2 separate regions of the Mus musculus genome follow, and region 1 is linked to region 2. Evidence: chromatin contacts called from public Hi-C data. All regions are on one chromosome and are shown on one strand. Each heading gives the region's core, a stretch centred on a gene start, on an enhancer-like site or on the middle of the called end of the contact. The rest is flanking DNA. Distances are from core to core; before and after follow the strand shown.

Region 1 (6,950 bases), core at 1,194-3,693, 94 kb after region 2:
GTTTTGGGCTTCTTCCATACCCACTTTCTCACCCATAGGGGAACAAGGATGAATTCCAGGATGTTTGTCACCAACTGAAGTAGCTAAGCTTTCGCCCATTCCTTCTGAGAAGCCTGGCAGTTCCTTCTGCCCATAGTTTTCAGAGTTAGACTTAGGTTGCTTTAAAACGTCTTCGTTTGATAAAAATGTGAGTTTTTCTTTAAGGTCTTGACTTATGCTGGATTTAACTGAAACGCCTTTGGGCTCCTCGGCCAGTTTAACTGTGACCTCAGGTAATGAATGAACCGCTGGCTTCTCGGCTATATTAACCTCAGCAGGAACTGTACCTTTAGGCTCTATGGCAGGTACTGCTTTCTCTACAGAGGGACCTGGACGAGTTTCTAGATCTTCGTTGTCAGAGACCTTACTATCTGGAATGCTTGATCCAAACAATAAACTAGACATCCATGATTTAAAAGATGAAATGCCTTTCTTTCCCTTCTCTGCAGGAAGACCTTGCTCAGTGACGAGTGACTTCTCAGATGGCTTTTGTGTCACCTCTGGGGTCTCTGGAGGTTGAGGTGTGGCTTTTGCTTTCACAGCAGGGACAGATTTACTTTGGGTGAGTACTTCCACGTTGCCAGAGGCTAGCTTTCTCCCTTCCTCAGAATCATCTACAGCCTTTGACTGAACCCTTCTGGGTTCCTGAGATAGCTTCTCACCAGACACTGGTGCTTTGCTTGTTTCTTGGTTTCTGGTTTCAGATGTGTGATCTGTATCCAGTGGAGCAGCCCCAAGTTTCTCTGACATCAGATCAGTGCTCTCAGAGGACTCCAGCTGCCCAGTTCCTGGTTTTCTATCTTCATGCTGATTGACTAAGCCATCTGGCTTTTCCAGCATCCAGGTGTTGTCCTTTGGAGAAATGAGACTCTCTTTCACTTTTGATCCTGTAACACTGGCACGCTCAGTTGTCACAAATGGCTTGGGTTGCTCCAAATTCTCCTTCTTCTCTGCCAATTGTTTAACACCCAGCTCTGGCTTATCTGCAGAAGAGCTGCTCTCATCAGGCACCTCAACAGCTTGGCCCTCATGAAGGGTCCGTTTAGGCTCTTTTTGCTCAATGGGGAGGTCAAAAGAAGCAGTCTCTAATGGAGCTGAGGCAGGCACAGGAAGCTTCCTGTTTTCTTCTTGTTCTTTTCCTCTTCTCTGAAGCTCAGCGGGGCCCTTTTCTAAGATAGAAGGCCCTGGTTCCGTTCCGATGGGTTTTACTGGTTCTATACCTAAGGATCTATCTCTATCTCTACTATCAATGAGTTCTGACCCAGCAGTTGGTACTTCTGATAACTGTTTGTGCTTCTCAGGCTCTGGGGGGAGCTTTATAAGCTCTTGCTCTCCTGACAGGAAACTCCCCGGCACTGGAGAAGATGTCTCCTCTGCTTGCCTGTTCATCTCATGTCTGAGGGCCAGTAATGTTGGAGCTAAATCATCTGAAACTACATTTTCAGAATCAGGAGACCTTGTTATCTCCTCGTGTTTGTCATTTGGCACCGTGGGTTTGGATGTGGGTGACACTTGCAATGGAGGTGGCTCGTTGTCTTCTCTCTCTACCTCAACCCCTGAGTTGACAGGAAGTTTGGGTTCAGGCCTTAACACCTCTGAGGTAGACATGCTGGGCAAAGGCAAACCACTGCCTAACTCGCTCTTCCCTACTCCCTTTAAGCCTGGGTGTTCCACAGGGCTGGCAAGAGATGGATCTGTCAGGACTTCATCCCTGCCTAATTTAGTTGAATTTGAATCAAGCTTAGTTACTGGCACTGTGGTGGCAGAAGAGCTGGCTTCTGTGTCTTTCCCCATCTCTTCCATCAATGCTGGAAGTGCAGGTGGTGCAGGTGGACTGTGTTCTGCTCCCCTCTCTCTCCCCGATGAAGCCGCAGGAAGTTCCCTGGTTATTTTGGACTCCTGTTTCACTTCCGTTTTCACTGCAGATAAAACCTTAGGTCCAGAAATAGATGTTTCCTCTGGAGGTGAGTGTGGTTTTGCCACTTCAGGCTCATTCTTTGACAACATTCTCTGTTCTAGTTCAGAAGTCACAGTTGGAGCTAAATTGAGTTTGACATCCGCCTTTGGCTCATCTCCCAAGTCAGACAAAACTGAATATTTCATCCCAGACCCTGGAACATTTGGGAGCCGAGGCTCTGGTGTCTGATCCTGCGATTTGTGTGCTGTCGCTTCTTGAGAATCCAGCACAGCTTTTTCCCTTCCGACTCTGGGCAAAGCCATCTGTTCATCTGCACTTGTTAGAGTGAGAGGTGCTGTGGGCTCCTGCTCTGGCTTAAGCACACAGGTTGACTCGGGTGAAACTGAGGGCTGAGAGGTGGGCAAAACGGATGTGGTTTCTTCCTTTACCACTGATGAGAGTGCAGAAGAGGAAGCTGCTATTGTAACTGCTGGCAGACTACTCTTTGCATCTCTCTTCTCCCATCCACTGGTTGGTGGTGGTACCAAATCTTCAGCCTCAGGCTCCAAAGATGCCTGAGTTTTCTCCTGCTGTGCCAGGATGAGATATTCAGACACAGAGGTTGAAATTGTTGGAACATCTGACATAGTTTCTGCTTGGCCGGTCTTATCTGCCGAAGGTAGCAGGCTCAGATCTTCGAACACAGGCCTACAAGGGGAAGACTCCTCCCGCTCCTGCGATGGCTCAGAATGCTCAGGCACAGGCGTGACCACTGAGGACCCCGCCTCTTCTTCATCTGCCTCTGAGAAGTAGGGATAGTCTGGAGCAGACCTCCTAGGTAGTAATTCGTCTGGCTCGACCTTGTTTTGCTCTGTTTCTGCGATTCGGTATGGTGGGATTGACACCTGTGATGCTGAATCCGGAGAAAAGAGGTCAGCCTCTTCCGTGTCCTCATCAGACAGAACAGTCTGCTCAGAGGGGGACGTTAAGCACAGTGGAGAATCCCGCCCCAGCTCTCTCTTCTCTAGTTCCTGAGTCGGATAGGGTGAGAATGAGAATTCTGACGCAAATGCAGAATCAGGGGAAAGGGGCCCAATATTGTCCTCTTCCTGCCCTTGCTCTGATAGACCTGTGGGTGAGGAGGCACCCTTTAGAAGCAGAGGAGATGTGTGGCCAAGCTCTGGTGTGGAAGAGAATGAGCCCCGCTGCTGGTCTCTGCTCCCTTCTTCTGATTGGACCACTTGTTCGGATGAGATGGCCCAGGGAGGTGGGGCATGGCTTTCAGAAAGCAGCTCAGTGGTTTGTGGGGGGAGAGCGCATTCCACTGCAGAGACCTCATTGGATGAAGATAGCCCAACTCCAATGGCTTCCTTTTCTTCTTCTAACAGGGTTGCAGGATCAGAAAGGCCTCTTGGTTTGAATTGGGGCATGTCATCTATTGTTTTTTGGGGGGATTCCCGTGTTGCATTTTGTGAAACCGAGGGTTTAAATGGCAGCTTTGAATCTGATGCGAAACTTCCACTTCCTAGACTCTCATCTTCCGATAGAACTGCCTGGCTCAGTGCTGCTGGGGGAAGTAGCCCAATATCTTCTTTCTCATCTTCTGCCTGAATGATGGGCTCAGAAACACGTTGGGACTTTAATGGGAGCTTGTGGTCACCTGTTTTCAACAGCAACTCTTGCGCATGTGCTGGAACAGAATACTCAGCCGCAGATTCAGATTCTGGTGAGTGACACACGCTCTCTGAGGCCTCATCTCCAGACAGGACTGGTGAAACTGTTGAAAAGAGTGGGGACTGGATGGCAGATGTCTTCTCAGTGGTGGATGGAGAAAGAGACTGCTCAGATACAGAGGTCATAGCTGGGGAATAAGACTCACGTTCCTCGTCGTCCTCTGAAAAGACTGCAGGTTCATTGCTAGATTTCACATCAGATACAGAAACTGCCTCTACTTCCAGCTTCTCTGGTGTATGGTTCAAATCCTGTAGGACTGAATACTCAGATACAAAAGCAGAATCGGTAGAAACAGACTCGTTTTCTTCTCTTTCTTCCTCGGACAAAGTGATACGTTCAGGTGTGAATGTCATCTGTGTTGGTAGAATGGGCTCTTTTCTGTGCTCTACTTCAGGGGACAAAGGCGATGGGGAAGTCTCCTTAGAAGCTAAAGGACTTTCCGGGTAATCAAGTTCTATGATCTCTTCTTCTAGACTAGAATCTTCGGGTTCAGTGGTATCCGTGATTGGCGTAGAAGTTTCCACTCCCCTCTCTAGTTGTGCCTTTCTAAGAACCATGGGTTCAGGCGCATGCTCCTCCTCTCTGTGGACTATGGACTCAGGCTCAGGCACATGCTCCTCCTCTCTGTGAACTATGGGCTCAGGTGCATGCCCCTCATCTCTGTGGACTATGGGCTCAGGCACATGCTCCTCCTCTCTGTGGACTATGGGCTCCGGTGCATGCCCCTCATCTCTGTGGACTATGGGCTCAGGCGCATGCTCCTCCCCTCTGTGGACTATGGACTCAAGCTCAGGCACATGCTCCTCCTCTCTGTGGACTATGGGCACAGGCCCAGGCGCATGCTCCTCCTCTCTGTGGACTATGGACTCAGGCTCAGGCGCATGCTCCTCCTCTCTTTGAACTATGGACTCAGGCGCATGCTCCTCCTCTCTGTGGACTATGGATTCAGGCGCATGCTCCTCCTCTCTGTGGACTATGGGCTCAGGCGCATGCTCCTCCTCTCTGTGGACTATGGGCTCAGGCGCATGCTCCTCCTCTCTGTGGACTATGGGCTCAGGCGCATGCTCCTCCTCTCTGTGGACTATGGGCTCAGATGAGGTCACGTATTCAGACGCTTGTTCTGTTTTTTCTGTTGAAATCGGCTCTAGCCCTTCCATGTCTGGCTCAAACTTTTCTTGGATGGCTGGCGCTGGTCTTGGTGGTCCTGTCTCTAAAGACTCCTTCTCTGCCTCCCATGGCATGGAATGGTTGACAGAAACCAAGCCTTCCTGTTGCACATCATCGGCTGAGCCTGTCAAGACTGAAGCATCATCCTCTGAACTTTCCTTTCCTTGTGCATTCTGTTCCAGTTCTTCCTTTGCTCTTTCAAGGACCATGGTTGCTGGAATGCTTGGTGGCTCCATTCTGTGGGTCTTTGATTCATCAGCTGGCTGTTGTGGCATCATTTGTGGAAGGCTGAGATTTTCTTCTTGATCAGCTGTATCATTTCTGGCACTGGAGGGAAATGCGTGTTCTGTTGAAGATGGAACATTTAAATTGGAATCGGCATACGTTTTCTTTTGCTCTTCGTGACTAAACAATGAGGTCCTGGACCCTTTGGAGAGGGCACCTCTCCAGGGTGGAGCAAGCTCTCTTACTTTGTCTTCTTCTGGGCTCTGGGCTAATTTCCTTTGGGGAACTATATTAGAACCACCATTGCTCAAATCCGGCTCTAGACTAATAGATGAATCTTTTCCTCTCCTGTAATGTATTTCCTTAATTACATAACCTTTTGGCAACGTCCCATAAAATTGTAGAGGAATTAACTCTTCTTTAACTGAATTGAACATCTTTATTTTGTATTGTACCGTTCCTATGTAGACTGGCTTCAACACTAATGGTTTGTGCTCTTTGTAGATAGCCCCAGTGATGGGAGGCGTATTTGATGCAGTCTTCTTCCTTCTTGTTTTATCATAAGTGCCAATAGATGACTTTTCATTCTCAATATTGAGCACAGGGCTTTCTGAAATTGAAGGACCATCTTCTTGGTTTGTCAGAACATCTTGTGATTCCAGAGAATTCCTTTTTTTGCTGCCTTTCCGACGCAGTGACGGTGAGCCACGCTTGGACTTCTGAGTTCTTTTCCGTGTCCTTTTAACTTCATCCATAATAAAGGAAACACTTCCTGGAGGAGAAGTCAGAGCTGACCCTTCCAAACTACATATTCCCGAGGTCTGACTTTCTCCTGAAGCCCAAGGAGTGGAAGATCTGCTTGAGTTGGTCTCCCAGGTTATCCCACTGTCTTCACGTTGAACTGCCACCATGGAAAAGGAAGGGTCAGAGACGATACACTCCTGCTTGGTCTTGCCCTCCTCATCCTCATCTGATAACCTATGGTGAACAATACCAGTAATTATATATTATAGTAATAAATAAAATTAATATTAATTATTAGAACAAGTAAATGTAAAATATAGAAGTCAGTACTCACATCCACCTCAAATGTGGGGTGAATATAAAATAAAGTTTAAAAAGTTAAAATCCAGATATCAGTGCAGTAAGAAAGCCCAGGCCAGAATTGCTCAGTAGCCAGCCTTAAGCCAGAAGGAAAGCTGAAATTCATTTTCACTCCTTCCCTATTCTGGGTTGCCCTCCTGGTCCTCCCGTGTTCCCCAGTCAGGAAGGCTCCCTTCTCTCACCAGGACCCACATGTGACCCTGGCATCTGTGCTCTTTGTTCCCACAGGGACCCCCAAACCTAGCTAGGTTTTGTGGACCACCCACTCCATCTGCTTCCTATCTGACCAGGAGCCTGACTCCTGCCTCTTATTGGCCTGGTCTCGGCCCTTCCTATTTTCCTTCCATCTGGCTTTCCCAAGCATCCCATTAGCATTCCTCATGGAGACGAATCTCAATAAACTCTTCTTACTTACAAAATAGGAACATCCTTGGCTCCAAATTCCTTTCTGATTTTATTTCCAAGTACCTGCCTCCCCCACTCCTACAGGATTTTCTCTTCTAACTACAACTGTGTGCCCCAGAATGGTATTTGGTTAACTGTGGACCGCATAGACCGCCATGGTCCTAGGGAATTAGAGTGGAGCTGTGGGCTTCCTTTTGTCTAGTGTCACTCTAGTCATCATAACATCATAGCTAGTGAATTAATGACCTTTGTGATGATGCCGAGGAAAATCCCTACTGTATTTCCAGTTGCATAAAAGCATAACTCATACAAGCACATAAAGTGTAAAATGCTTGATAATGAATGTGCCATGTTACTAGTTTATGCTACATACACTTTA
Region 2 (7,803 bases), core at 3,347-5,846:
AAGCTGCCTGTGGAGAGGGAGGGCATAGTCAACAGTGAAGGTCAGCATCCTCTGACCTTTTGGGTCTTTTGGTGAAGTTACTTGGGAGAGTCAGAAGCAGCATCTCTATGTGCAGATGAATAGTCTGCTAAGGAGCTTCCTGGCTCTTGAGAAAACAGAGAGGCCACCCCCAACTCTTACAGCTCTGGGCTCTTCTAAGGCAGCTGAGCAGGTTCTAAGTAATGCCGCAAACAAAGCTGTAGGACCAGAAACACAGTCACCTGACTTCTTAAAGATGCTCCATAGCAGATGAAGACTTCATCTGCTCACAGCAAGGCTCCTCCAGGGTGAAAACCAGATGAGAATGTGCTTACATGAAGGTATAAGATGGGGAAGTGTAGGACAAGGAAAATCTTAAAACTTAACAAATAGGATGAAAATTCTAAGTTGAATGCAGCCCTAAATCGAATAAATGAAGAGGATATACTTCATGAGATTGATTATGATTATCAATCAATTATTACTGATTATGAGCCATAACTTCCTGCTGCCCCTGAACTTGGTCCTACAAAGAAACAATGAGCCCAGGCCAAGGAGAGAAACCCAAAGTCCTTGATCCACCAGCAACAGAGACCATACCTAGATGTGAGCACGCTTCCGTCTAGTTCCCCCTGGATAACCATGCAGATGTTAGGTGAGCCATGAGAAGCACCATGCATATGTGCTATTGATGTTTGTGTCCATGGCAGGCAACTTAGTCCAAGCTAAATCTGAAGGAACACCACAGGACCCAAGGGGGCAAGAAGGGAAGGTTATTCTAATTTCAAGAATGGCCTAGAAAAAAAAAAACACTCAAGGCACAAACCATGAGCTGGGTACCAGCTCTCAAGACTTGCCTGAATGGCAGCAAGGAACTAGAAATTCCAATTCAAAGAATATGTATGAGTAACTCCCATCCCTAGTTTCTGTAGGCCCAGCATTCTCAAATTGGGGAAATGGGGAAATCAGGACTTGAAGTGAAGGAAAGGGGGCAATTGTCTGATCTGTCATGTGACCCAGCCAAGATCCTGACTTCCATTTGCATATTGGATGCAAGGTACCACAGAAAGTACAGCCTTGCTGACAATGGTGAAGATGCAGGGATGGTTTCTGTACATCTGAGCAAAGGCAGTTTGGGTCAGCATTAGCTCTGCTTCCTCAGGCTAGCCCAGTCAAGACATCCTCTACCCAGCATTAACACTGCCATATTGTCAGTATCCACAAACCTCCGACTGCTAGAGAATGTCATAGCACCCCACAATGGAGATACTTAGAGGCTCCCCACACTTTAAGAAAGCATTTGTCTTGGAATAGGACTGGGACGGGGGTAGATGAATCTGAATGGATCTTCTGATTCTAAAGGTCTTAGATAGCACTTCCTGAAGGAAGAGTTCTGACTGAAACACCGTGTCTTGTCTCCTCCCCTCTCCTCTCCTCTCCTCCCCTTCCCCCCTTCCCATTTACTTTACTCTCCTCCCCTTCCCTCTCCTTCCCTCCCCTCCCCTATCTTCTCTCCTCCCCTCTCCTCTCTTTCCATCCCCTCCCTTTCCCTCCCTTCTCCTCTCCTCTCTTCCCCTCCCCTCCCTATCCTATCTTATTTTATCCTATCCTATCCTATCCTATCCTATCCTATCCCTTCCCCTCCTCTCTTCTCTTCCCTCCCCTCTCTTCTCCCCTCCCCTCTCTCTTTCTCTCCTCTCTTCCCCTCCCCTCTTGTCCCCTCTCCTCTCCTCTCTCCTCCTCTTCCCCCCCTCTTCTCCCTTCCTCTCTTCTCTCTCCTCTCCCTTCCCCCTCGTCTCTTCTCCTTTTCCCTTCCCTCCCCTCTCTTCTCCCCTCCTCTCCTCTCCTCTTCCCTCCCCTCTCTTCTATTTCCCTCCCCTCCCCCTCCCCTCCCCTCCCCTCTCCTCTCCCCTCCCCTTCCCCCCTCTTCTCCCCTCCTCTCTTCTCTCTCCTCTCCCTTCCCCCTCGTCTCTTCTCCTCTTCCCTTCCCTCCCCTCTCTTCTCCCCTCCTCTCTTCTCCTCTTCCCTCCCCTCTCTTCTATTTCCCTCCCCTCTCCCCCTCCTCTCCCCTCCCCTCCCCTCCCCTCCCCTCCCCTCCTCTCCTCTCTTCTCTTCTCTTCTCTTCTCTTCTCTTCTCTTCTCTTCTCTTCTCTTCTCTTCTCTTCTCTTCTCTTCCCTCACAGTTCCCCTACCTCTGCCTTCTCCCTCCCTCTTCTTCTCCCTCTCATCTTCCAGTTGAGGTGCACACCTTTCCCAGATCTCCACAAGTGGCTTGCCCACTGCACATTCATCATTAGATGTAGGAATGCTAAGTTGAAGCTTGCTCCCGAGGTCTGTCCAAGGTCTGGCTGCATGCAAAGCTCATGCCATGGTTCATCAAATATTTCTGGATAAGAAGAGGGCATCGATCGAATGAGCAGTTCATTCTGGTTTTATCACTGAAAGAACTGTGTCCCGGAGATTGAGCAAAACAAGCTAATCATCTGCCTTAACAAGGAGAGGAAGCAAATGGGGGAAAAGGGGAGACAGACATGAAGGACCAAGGAGGAAGTGAATTAAATGAAGCTGATGTGGCTTTGGGGCAGAAGCTCTGACTTGGTCAAAGTTGAGTGACAGATGAGTTATTGGGACCATGGGGAGATCTGACGAGCTCATCCCTATGTAGGAGCGAAGGGGCCGTGAGCCAGGCTTTATCTTGTCATAACTGAAGCCTGGAAATAGAATCATGGTATTGATCTGGAAAGCACCTGTGGAGAAGGTAGCCTTCGTTGGGTTCTACACTGGATCCTGAGTGTACAGAAGAAATAAGAACAGGTCTCGCCTCCTGGGACTTCAGAGGGAGCATGCTAAGGAAATGTGCCAACGCTGCCTGTGGTGGGCCTGCGGTGAAAGTCTGCACACACAGCTGGTAAACACAGTTGGTACCCAGGACTGACACACTCACTACGCAAGGAATCCTGAAAAACAAAGTGTTTCTCCTACACAACAAGCCTTCTAGCGGGTATCCCTGCATGTTGGAAAGAGACCTGTTGCCTTATGTGTTTCAAAGGAACATGTAGGCTTTCACTTAAATTAGACTTGATATCACGGGCAGGTGGACACGAGGGGCCACTGGATCAGCAGACACTGGTGGGAGGCCTGGAGAAGAGGAAGGCTTAGGAAATTTCCACTAAGCTCAGGCCAGATGGAGCAGATATCCCTCAGATAACAGCCCACTGGCTCCTTCCTGGGCCGCCCATTTTCTAATGCTCCCAGGGCCAGTGGCCAGGCAGCTGTCCCCTAGCCCACAGACATAGAGCAATAGGCCCGAGAAGTGGGTCATGGCCAAGTAAAAGTGGTGTTGATAACTTTGTGTCATAACCAACGAACTAGAGACCAGGTTAACATTGAGTGGACTACACCATTGATCTCTTGGTTGGTTTTGACCTTATCCATGAGTCCAACTTCCACAAGACTGGCATGGTATCTATTAGCTATTGACAAGTTTTCTTTCATAAATCGTAACAGCTTCCTTTTCCCCTATAGCACATGTAGGGAATGTATTATCTATGGAATAAAATATGTTTATGAGTGATTTTCAAACAAACAAACTTGCAGAAAGCCCCTTTCTCCACAGGCCAAAGGGAAACAGATACAAACTAAGCCTTCTCAATTAAATTAGCATGCCTAAATTAAACATTCCTTTTATCTATGTCGCCTTCCTTCTCTTCCTTGTTGTGGCCGGGGGTGGGTATGACAGTGAAGCAGGGCTTGTTTTCTTGCTTTCAAGAATCTGCAAGTAATTGGGGTTGAATCTTGTCACAGGGAAAAGCTTTAGAGCTCAGCTTAACAAGCAGACTCATAAAGGAAGCCTTCCCTGGACCATCTGCTTGCTGCAGGCCATGACAACAGATCCCTTAAACATAGCGAAGCTAGGGAGGAGGGGAGGTGGGTGTGAGGAAGGAGGTAGGGCGCTTTCACAGAGACGGGAGACGGGAGACGGTAGACGGGGCTTCCCGTTGAGACTTGAAGGATAAATAGGAGTGTGTGGCACACTTAAACATTAACAAAGGCTCATAAAACATGAACCAGGACCCATGGTGCAGATGAGTCGAGGAGAAACGAGCTTGGATCAGCACTGTGCTTTTAAGACAAGCAGAGAGGGACTGGGCATGATAGCCAAGTGAGATTTCCCTCCAGGGTCCAACTAGGGTTCATGTTCCAGTTGCTGCCCTTGAAGATACCAAGAGGTCCCATCTTCCCCATTAGCAGTAGAGATGGCTTTTTAAAAGGTGAGCTAATGGCTTGCAGAAAGCTTTTTATAACTCAGAGGTTAAAACAGGGAGGCTGCGGCTCCTTTCACAGTTAACCGGAGAGTTCTTGACCAGCACTCGTTCCCCAAGCTGGCTTGAGTTTGGGGTTCACTATACCCAGTTTCTTTACTGCTTTGTGCATCTTCCAAAGCTCTCCTTCCACTCTGAGCTGCTGGGCTCCTGCCTCTACAGCGACATTTTCTTCCCTTCCTCTCTCCCTTCCCGCCTTCTCAGCTGTCAGAACCTGACTCAGCCGGAGCTGTGTGGGAACAGCATGGAGTGAATCACCGAGCAGTGATTCTGAAGGGGACCTGATTACCCCCTAGTCCGCCAGGCACATCTTGTTCCTGCCTAGCTGACCATTTTCATGGAAGCTATTTTTTGTGTATGAGACCGTTACTCCTGGACTCCAGGCAGAGTATAAAAAGCAGAGCGATAGCTCATGGGGTAGTTGGTCAGAATCATATTTCCCAGGGCACTGACCGGGATTTTGACAAGACACAGCTGGCTGAGGGAGTATGCTGGAAAACTTAGCCCTGGGGTGAGGAAGAAGAGGAGGAGGGCCCTTTAAATAGCAGGTGGCTTCACTGTTTCTATAAATGAGATGGTACGTTTCCACTGAGCGCTGATTACAAAGATGGTCTTTTATTAGACAGCTGTACCAACCCATAGGCCAGCCCTTGAGGCTCTATCAGGGAAAATTTCCCTGCGGCTCATAAACATGCTTGGATGCACATCTCTGTTCAGTGCCAGGGCTGTTTGTTACTGATTTCTGCCTGTGGATTCTGCGCAGGCCACAAATGAGGGGCCTGTCAGGGATGGAGGGAGAGTCATGGGCCAGAGCCTTGTTTCAAACACTGCCAGACTTAGTTATCCTCTCCATTTGTGTATTTATCTTAGAGCAGGTTGTCCTCTAAGACACTGTTGAGACACTGAAGAGAAACACAAGTGCTCTGTCCTAAGAGAGAGAGAGGAGAGGGGAAAAGGAGGTGGAGGAGGCCTTCAAAGCCCTGTAGATCTCTCCGTGAAGGAATGCTGAACGCACCTTTAATCAACTCAGAACTCCCCCTTGAAAATGCAGAATGATGTGGGTGGCGTGTGAGCTGTGCATCACCCCTGGGTGAACTGCCTGCTTTGCAGTAACTTTGCTCTTAGGAAACTGAGATTCGTGGCCCATGGCTCCTTAGAGTGATCCAACCCATTGGACAACATTCCTGAAAACACAGTGGTCTGCGTGGTTGTGAAGTCAACCTTGGTCGGTCAAAACCTCCCTGGCCATGTCTCCACACCCCTCCACTGTTGTCTCTTAATTTGACACAAATCATAGCAGCTAATACCAAGAATCTACTTGATTTTTATCATATTGTCTAACACCTTAGATTTTTTTAAGCTTTATTTTATATCACTTAGATGTACAATAAACTAGAGCATGCACACAGCCCTAAGTTCAACCTACAAAATGTAAAATAAACTTTATTTAACTTATAATTATTGTTGCTACTGTTGTTATTGTGGGGGGAGGCATATGCATACCACAGTGTGAGTGTAGAGGTCAAAGGATAAGTTTGTAGAGTTGATTTTCTTCTCCCATCTTTACATGTGTTTGGGGATTGAACTCAGGTTAGCAGTCTTAAGCAGCAAACACCTCTAACCAATAAGAGCCATCTTGCTGGCTCTAATTCTAACAACTCTGTGAAATGCATTGTATTTTCAAACCAAGCGACCAAGACTCACTCACAGAGTCACTGGTGGAAAGTGGTATGGCCAGAAGTTAATCCCAAGTGGATGAATTATGCTGGCACGGCCAAGTCTATTCCCCAGTCCTCCCTTGTCCATGCTAAGCCCTTCTGTGAGACAATAGTAGAGGCCACTACTCAAGAAGTAGCTACAAAATAAAGGACTGGTCCACACACACTATACTAATTCAGTTCTTAGCTTTCACAGTTGCTGGGGGGGAGGGTTACTGGATCTTAGACACTGAAGCAAATAAATCAGCTAGATGCTCCAAGTAAAGAGTCCTCAATTATAAAACCTCCCTCCTCCTCCTCCTCACAGGACAGTAGGTTGGCAGGAAACCCACATGTTCCAGAAGCAGGAGACACAGCATCTTGTGGTGTGTCCACCCCCAAGTGGGAACAGAAGGCAAGCACATTCACTTCCCAGATGGCCGCGTTGGAAAAGGGGGCTGGCTAGACCCCAAGCCCTTTCCTGACCTGCTCTTGGCTTGGGATACTGGGGTGGAGGCTGGTCCTCTGAGAAATGCATTTGCCCTTTGCTTGCAAAACATCTATGAGTGATTGATGGACTTGTCCCAGGGTAGAAAGGAATGGCATTGAAATGGAGCCACTTTAAGACAAAGATTTCACTGTTTCAGGAAGCTTCAGCTACCTAGACTTACAACAGGATCAAAAGAGATCAGATTGTGACGGCTGTGGCAGGGACCTGAGGCAGGCCAAGAAAGGAGCCTCGGTCACAGTCACTTGTAATAAGATGAGAAATGCACTCACACAGAACTGTGACCTCTGTTTTCTTCACTGGCTAAAAATCAAGTAGATCCAGCTCCCAATAGGGACCATAACTCTTTCTCAATTGATTATGCCTTGGGAAATGAATTGGAGGCTTCTAGTCTGCAGATGGGAAGGTCACACAGACCTTGTTGACCCAGTACACACAGGTGGCTCAGGACAGTGCCCAGCTTAGAATCATCAAGAAGCTGGCCTTGTATACACAATTATTTCATGTCTTTGGGGGCTTTAATTTTCTTATAAAGGGTAGACATGGAACTTTTACAGGCAGTGGCATTATGTAGACTAAATCCTGTAAGCACCCAATAACATGTAAAGTGTTATTTCCTCAAGGTTAGAATAACACAATAGAAAGGGGCTTTTCTGAGTTTATGTCTTTGCTCTGCCACTTACTAGTTGTGCAACCTTGGAGAAGAATCATCGGAATACCCACTTCACAGAGTTCTTGTGAAGACTGATGGGATAATTCATGGGGAATTACCTTCCTATAAAAGGGCTCCGTAGCATTTGCTTCTATCCATTTACCTGTGATACACTGAGAGTCTATCTCTTTGTCTCAGTTAAAGGCAGGGTACCTACAAATGACCCCCATGGGCTCAAGATTGCCTGGATCAGACTGGTAGAGACAGTAGAGACAGCACCCATGCCTCCACCTCTTAGGTACCTGCCTAGCCTATTGGGACACCTCGCATTTAGCCTCTGTCTTCTCAGCTTCTGAGATCTCAGGATTCCAGAAGTGCGATCCTGCTTAGCCCCCCTCCCCTGGCCTGTCTTGTTCTATTACTGCTGGCATCCTGGTGGGACAATTTCACGGGGAGCTGGAACCAGTGCATTAGAGTAAGAAATCTAAAGAGATGCCATTTCTACCTAATCTGCTTTCTCCCCATGGGTCGATTTGACTGCACTTTTACTTTGGAATAAAAAGAACCTAGAAACCAGATAAGCAAACACCTTATTATCAAGAACCA

What was found. Hi-C and Micro-C count contacts between places; a contact is called where the count stands out from the background.
Region 1: a Hi-C map of cerebral cortex shows a contact between it and region 2, with 2.1 times the contacts expected there. The contact joins the promoter of A630019I02Rik here to the enhancer-like site in region 2. A contact is called at or near these places in 10 of 484 Hi-C or Micro-C datasets (B cells, CD4 T cells, the CH12 cell line and 6 more), 1 of 115 datasets of contacts at active chromatin or transcription factors (memory CD8 T cells) and 1 of 9 other capture datasets (embryonic stem cells).

Annotation. Positions count from the first base shown.
Region 1 is chr13:93,092,390-93,099,339 of GRCm38.p6, forward strand. A630019I02Rik (RIKEN cDNA A630019I02 gene) reads left to right here and starts at 2,444. Exons shown (of 4, transcript NR_046182.1): 1 at 2,444-2,774; 2 at 3,325-3,350; 3 at 3,466-3,662; 4 at 4,144-6,579. It overlaps Cmya5 (cardiomyopathy associated 5), which reads right to left. Exons shown (of 13, transcript NM_023821.3): 2 at 1-6,040.
Region 2 is chr13:92,996,160-93,003,962 of GRCm38.p6, forward strand. No RefSeq gene overlaps it. Among named protein-coding and RNA genes, the nearest start is that of Gm41019, 5.8 kb to the right of the region's middle. Within about 2 kb of position 4,597, at least 49 of the 459 cell types and tissues checked have an H3K27ac peak or open chromatin away from gene starts, as enhancers often do. A contact at or near this core is called in cerebral cortex, cortical neurons and nephron progenitors, where this site is marked.